2 separate regions of the Mus musculus genome follow, and region 2 is linked to region 1. The links are chromatin contacts, called in public promoter capture Hi-C maps. All regions are on one chromosome and are shown on one strand. Each heading gives the region's core, a stretch centred on a gene start, on an enhancer-like site or on the middle of the called end of the contact. The rest is flanking DNA. Distances are from core to core; before and after follow the strand shown.

What was found. Capture Hi-C pulls out chosen DNA fragments and counts their contacts.
Region 2: a promoter capture Hi-C map of adipose tissue shows a contact between it and region 1. The contact joins two enhancer-like sites. A contact is called at or near these places in 1 of 115 datasets of contacts at active chromatin or transcription factors (microglia) and 2 of 9 other capture datasets (adipose tissue and liver).

What each region holds. Positions count from the first base shown.
Region 1 is chr9:65,540,203-65,543,396 of GRCm38.p6, forward strand. No RefSeq gene overlaps it. Among named protein-coding and RNA genes, the nearest start is that of Ankdd1a, 22 kb to the left of the region's middle. Within about 2 kb of position 1,654, at least 245 of the 459 cell types and tissues checked have an H3K27ac peak or open chromatin away from gene starts, as enhancers often do. A contact at or near this core is called in adipose tissue, where this site is marked.
Region 2 is chr9:65,700,969-65,704,162 of GRCm38.p6, forward strand. It overlaps Zfp609 (zinc finger protein 609), which reads right to left. Exons shown (of 10, transcript NM_172536.3): 5 at 1,304-3,194; 6 at 1-220. Among named protein-coding and RNA genes, the nearest start is that of Oaz2, 26 kb to the left of the region's middle. Within about 2 kb of position 1,458, at least 43 of the 459 cell types and tissues checked have an H3K27ac peak or open chromatin away from gene starts, as enhancers often do. A contact at or near this core is called in adipose tissue, where this site is marked.

The sequences.
Region 1 (3,194 bases), core at 404-2,903:
GAGAGCAACAGTGTACTCATCTACATAAAATAAATAAATTAATCTTTAAGCAAAGAGAGAGAGAGAAAGAGAGAGAGAGAATGTGAGGACCTGAGCTGAGACGGCTTAGTGTTCAACAGTGCTTTCTAGTCTTGCAGAGGACACGAGTTCACTTCCCAGCATCCACACCAGGTGGCTCATAGATGCCTGTTAACCCCAGTTCCAGGGAATCCTACTTCTGGCCTCCAAGAGTTTTGAATGCCCAAACCACAGGCAAACACATACATGTAATAAAAAAATATTTAAGACAATTTTTTTAATGGGGAAGGGGGAATGGGTTGCTAGAGAGAGATTGCTCAGTGACTAAGAAACTGGCTACTCTTCCAGAAGATCCTGGTTATATTCCCAGGACTCACATGGTGGCTCACGCCTGTCCATAACCTAGCTTCAATGATCCAGCACCCTCTTCTGACATCCGTGGACACCAGGTGTGCACAGTACACAGACATATGCGGAGGCAACACATCCATATACATAGAATAAACATGATTTTAAAAAGCAAACAAGCCGAGCTCGATAACGCACACCTTTAATTTCAACACTCCGGAGGCAGCAGGGACTACACAGTGAGATCCTATCTCAAAAAATAAAAATAAATAAAGTAAATACAGCCATCAAACAATTATTAGTGGGGACTTTCTTTTTTGAGGGAATTCAAGGGTTCAAACCCAGGACCTTATACATGGCAAGTAAGTTCTCTGCCACTGAGCTACATAATCCAAATGAGTTGTTGTTGCTGTTGTTGTTGCTGTGGTTGTAGTTGTTTTGAGACAGGGTTTCTCTGTGTAGTCCTGACTATCCTGAAACTCACTCTGTAGACCAGGCTGGCCTCAAACTCAGAGATCAGCCTGCCTCTGCCTCCCAAGTGCTGAGATTATAGGTGTGCACCACCACTTATAGGTTTGAGGCAGGTTCTTATATATCCCAAACTGGCCTCAAACTCATTATGAATCAGAGAACTACTTTGAATTCCTAATCCTTTTTCCTTTACTTCCCACGTGCTGAGATGACAGGTTTGGGCCACCATGGCTGGCTTTTACTATCTTTTATGGATTTATGTATTTATTTTTATAGTGGATGTGGGCGTGTGCTATGGTATGTGTGGAGGTCAGAAGACAACTTGAGGTGTTCATTTTCTCTTTTTACCACGTGGGTCCCTGGGCGCAAACCCTGGTTGCAGGCTTAGTGCCAAGTGTCTTTACCTGATGATCCATCTTGCCAGCCCCATACATTATCTTATATATATGTATATCAAATGCAGTGTCTGATTGAATTTCTACAAAGATAAATGCTTAGCAAATAGGTCTCAGGAAATGGGGCCCATGTGCCCAAGCCTAGGCTTTTGCTGTGGTTACACTGTTTGGCACCAAGCCAGGTCTTTCCTCATCACCAGACGCTTTGAGTTGCTCACCCACTGAAGCTGCCCATCAGGGGAGTTATCACTTCTAAGTTGCTCGTACTCTTTGCAGTGGCCTACGAACCTAGGAGAGGACCAGCCGCGCTACAGAAGCCCAGCCTCCAGCCCATCTCTAGGCCTCCATCCCCCAGGCCCTCGCTGCCTGCATCCTGGGAATCCCCTCCCACCACTTCCCCTCTTGACTCATCTCAAGTCACATGAGGAACACATTTGTGAGGCCCTGACTCAGCCAGTGCTAACGGACTAATGAGCCTCTCTGCTCTCCTATCTGGTGTCTGTCAGGCAATAGAGATGGCATTTTGAGAGCAGAGAGGACAGCCGGAGCCCGGAGGAAAGGCTCTCACCCATCTGGCTCCTCCTAGCTGACTACTTCTGCCTCCTGCCAGACCCTCCAGACCATGGGGATCCATGCTCCTCTTTGGCCAAGCTCTGTCCTCCTGAACTTGTCCCTTCTGCTTTCCTACCCAGGTCTGCCTGCTATGTCCTCTGCGGCCCAGAGAGCAGGAAGACCCACGTTTAAGTTGGGGCTCTGATTATCTAGGCGAGTCCTCTGCCTCCCTCGGTGACCTCATTTATCCCATGGACGTGTTGAAATTGCTACTCTACCTTTCGCTGATGTGAAGAGAACCAAAATAGTTCAACCACAATGAGGAATCGGGTCACACCAGATAGAATGGCTATCACCAAACTAAACAAATAACAATGAGATGTCAGAAAGAGGAACTCTCATACTCTGTTGGTGGAAATGGAAATTAGTGTAGTCACTATGGAAAACAGTGTGGAAGTTCCTCAAGAACTAAAAATAGATGTATCATATGATCCAGCTATCTCACTACTAGCTGCATATCCAGAGGAAAGGGAAGTGAAGGAGTGCGTTGAGGAGGAGAGAGCTGTACTTCCATGATGACTGTGTTATTCACAGGCTCCAAGGTACAGAATTAACCAGATGTCCACAATGAAATCGAACACATACACACAACCTGACCATTAAAAAAAAAATCAATGAAATTCTGTAATCTGTAGCTCCACAGATAGAACTGGAGGTCGTGAGGCCTGGGTGGATGCCTCTGTGGGTAAAGGGCTTGGTATGCAAACCTGAGGACCTCTGTTTGATCCCCAGTAATCTATGGGCATTTGCAGCAGCATGACCCATATCCCTGTGTTGGGAGGTGAAGACAAGATCTCCAGGGATCGGTGGCCATCTAAGCTAGCCAATCAGTGAACTTTGGGGTCAGTTTAAGACCCTGTCTCAAAAGGCAATTCGAAGAATGATAGACAGGACCCAAACTGGACCTCTGGCTTACATAAATGCATACATGGACAAGCAGAATATGTATACATATACAAGACACACCTCAAGACATCAACAATAGCAGCAAGAGAACTGAGTGATATCATGTTAAGTGAAATAAGTCAAGTATGGAAAGACAATAATCACCTGTCTCATATCTAAAGCTAAAACAGTTCATCTTAGAGCCATAGAAATAGCTGGATGGGTAAAGGTATCTACCACGAGGCCTGATGACAAAAGTCATCCCTGGGACCCACATGGGAGAAGGTAAGGATTGATTCTCAAAAACTGTCCTCTAACCTCCTCATGTACCCATGGCACATGTGCCTGCCCACCTGCTCACACAAATACAGAAAATGTCATTTAAAAATTGGTATTTTCAGATAGGGTCTCTCTATGTGGCCCCGGGTGGCCCAGGACTCTCTAGACAGACCAGGTTGACCTTAA
Region 2 (3,194 bases), core at 208-2,707, 160 kb after region 1:
GTCGGGGCTCCTTGCTCCCGAGGCGGGATTCCTCAGATGGGGGTAGCTTGCAGTCACTACTTGTGCTTTCCTTCCCGTCTTCCTTGGGAACAGAGTCCTTACTCCGGCTCCTGTCCTCCTTTAATTTTCGGTCCCGTTCCTCTTTCCACCGATCATCCTCTGACTTGATGTCTGAGTATTTGGCAGGATAAACATATGTCCACATTCGAGACTCCGTCTCCTGCAAAAACCACAGAATGGGTGCCGAGTAGTAGTACACATAAAAGCCTTTTCAAACCCAAGGTCTAAGTAGAAACATTAACAGATCATAACAGCACTCAAGGCGCAGTGCGCTTCTGACTTGTACAGAATTTGTTTACAAAAACACTGAGGAGGCAGAGGCAGAACCTACAGGTGGGTTCAGGGCCAGCCAGGAATACATAGCGAGACCCTGTCATGACAAAACACCTTCTCCTAGGAAACAAGATCCTAGGAGAGAAACAGTGACACCATCAGTGGCTCTTCTCTGTACAAGACTCCTGGGGCAGCGACTCTGGGAATACAAGTTGCCTCCTGCCAAGATGTTTATGGTGCTTTGCAGTTATCAGTGCCCCAGGAGGAAAGGGAAGACCGTGTGAATGTTTGCAACAGGTATGGGTATCTGCGGAGACCAGATGAGAGAATCAGATCCCCTGGAAGTGGAGTCACAGGAGGTTGTGAGCCATCTGATGTGGGTACTAGGAATAAACCAGTCTTCTGGAAGGACAGAAAGTACTTTTAACCACTGAGCCATCTCTCCAGTCCCATTAGTTTTAATTTCTAAATAATATTTATTTTGAGAGAACAGGGTCTTGCTAAGTATATGTAGCCCAGGCTATATAGCTCAGTGTGGCTATAAACTCAAGATAACCTGCTTTTAGCCTCCCAAGTCCTAGGATTACAGGCATGTGTTGTCATAGCTGACATCATAAATTCCTTTTTAAAGAAACCTGTGAGTGCTATATGCTTCCATTCTGAAACATTCTGAACACTGGGCTAGAAGTCAAAATACCCAGGTTCTTGTCTTGCTTTGCTAATGAAGTCTCAACTAATTGTAGACAACATAAGTTGTCTTATTAGTCCTTCTTCCCTATTTAAGGAAAAAAATACCTTTTAAGGAGGTAAAAGTGCTTTTTAAAAAACATAAAATGTACATGTTTACTAAAATTATAAAACTCTTCTGCTAATTTCAATTCTATGGAACCCCTAAACAAGACAATGCTGGTCTGTGGGGGCCAGAAAGTTTATTAGACAGCATCTCCACTTCCTTACATACAACAGTTACCTGTCGGTACCAGAGTATTGGATCCACCTCTGCCTGTCGGCCACACTCAGTGCCCGTCTTAGCCTCAGACGCCTCCTTGCCTAGGTGGCTGGCCTCACCCAGCTTCCCTTTAAGGCCTTCAGGGGGCTGGCTGGGGAGTTTTGATGAGTCATCTAACTTGGGAATGATGACAGACTTGGCAGGATCTGTCCCAGGCTCCTTGGCCTTGCCGGGCCCTGACTTCACCAGGTCTGTCAGGCTGGGAGCCTTGGTGAGAGTTGGTGGAATTGAGGGCTTTTGCTTCCACTCTTCCTTGAGCGATGCCTCCCGCTCTTTCAGGCCCATCTCTGTCTTCTTGTCCAGTCCCCGCTGCTGCTGCTGCTGCTGCTCCAGGCTCTGCCGCTTCTGCTGTTCTTCATACTGCTGCCGATAAGCGGTGTTGGTACTCAGGAGGTGGCTGTGGTAACTCTGGTCACTGTAGCCATAAGGAGGCACGTAGGCATACTGGTTGTAGTACAGGGACTGCATGTACATGTTGGGCCGCTGCTGGATGACGGAGGGCTGCTGACTGGAATTGCTCAGCTCCGGCTTCTTTTCCTCACAGACATCATTCTTTACTTTCCCTTCTACGCTCTCAGGCTCCTCATCCTTTTTTGTCTTTAGGGGCTGGCCCTCCATTCCTGCCTGGCTGCTTGAGGTGAGAGTCCCTGGGCTGGACTGTGCATAACCTGGAGAGTAGTAACTTTCAAAGCCTTGATAATATGGGGAGTCTTTGCTCTGTGGCTGAGGGGGGAACAGTGTTTTCTTAGCCCCTTCTTTAACCAGCTGCTCGGGGTCCTTCGACTTGGCACTGTCCACCTTGCCCTCCCCATCCTCCCCAGCATCAGAGATGTCAGAGTAGGCAGGGCTATTGGTTTTGACTGAGCTGGCTTCGGCTCCATTCTGGGTCACTACGTGGAGGGGAGTTAGGGGTTGGGTCGGGGTAGTACTATCTAGGCGGCTGCTGCCTCCAATTGAAGGGCTGGGGGCATTGTCAGTGAAACTGTAAATCTTATCAGCCTCAGCCTTGATACTAGCTAACCGGCTTTGGTGGGACTCTGAGGAGCCGTTCAGAAGGCTCTCCACTTTGATTCCATCTCCTGCTGCGTCTCTGAACGGGCTCTTACCTTCTTCTGCTCGGCATACCTTCCCAGGGGTCAGAGGACTTTCAAGTTCCTTTGATGAGTCCTTCTTTTTTTTGTCTTTCTTTTTCTTGTCCTTGGCAGGGGTCAGGGCAGGGTTGACTGTGAAAGGCTCTCCCATAACAGTGGGCTTGGGCTGAATGGGCTTGAGTTGGGGACTGTTGGGCATTGCTTGGACCACGGTGGTGGTCAAGCCTGAGGAGGAACCTGGGCTTGCTGCTGTGAAGGTGGCTGTCTGGAAAGTGTAGATCTGTTGTGGGGGGATGGCAGGGGCAATGGGGCGGGCTGATTTTAAGCTCTTGGATGGAATCTTTTCAGATTTCAGACTGGAGGGCTTTTTACACTTTTCCTTTTCCATACACTTCCTTTCCAAAGAGTCAAAGGCATCATTGCTTGTTTCATCCATTACCGAGGGCCCGTCATCAGAGCCATCATTGGATAAGGCTCCAGGGTCTGTGTCTCCCTCCCCACTCAGTTTTTTCTTACAGAGGCCTTTTGTGCTGAATTTGCTCGAAGGGGAAGGGCTGTGAGGCTCAACAAGCCGAACTTTGGGGGTAGCTGAGCGGGCAGGGGACAAGGATCCTTTCTGTGGGACAGGTGCACCGTTGCAGCTGAGGTCTGCATGGAGGGCGGGCTCTTCTCCATACTCACTGTCTCCATCAGCTTCCGGTTTGCTGTCGTCATCCGTGTGGGCGTGAGCTTGGTGGTACTTAAGCCCATTGATGTGCTTG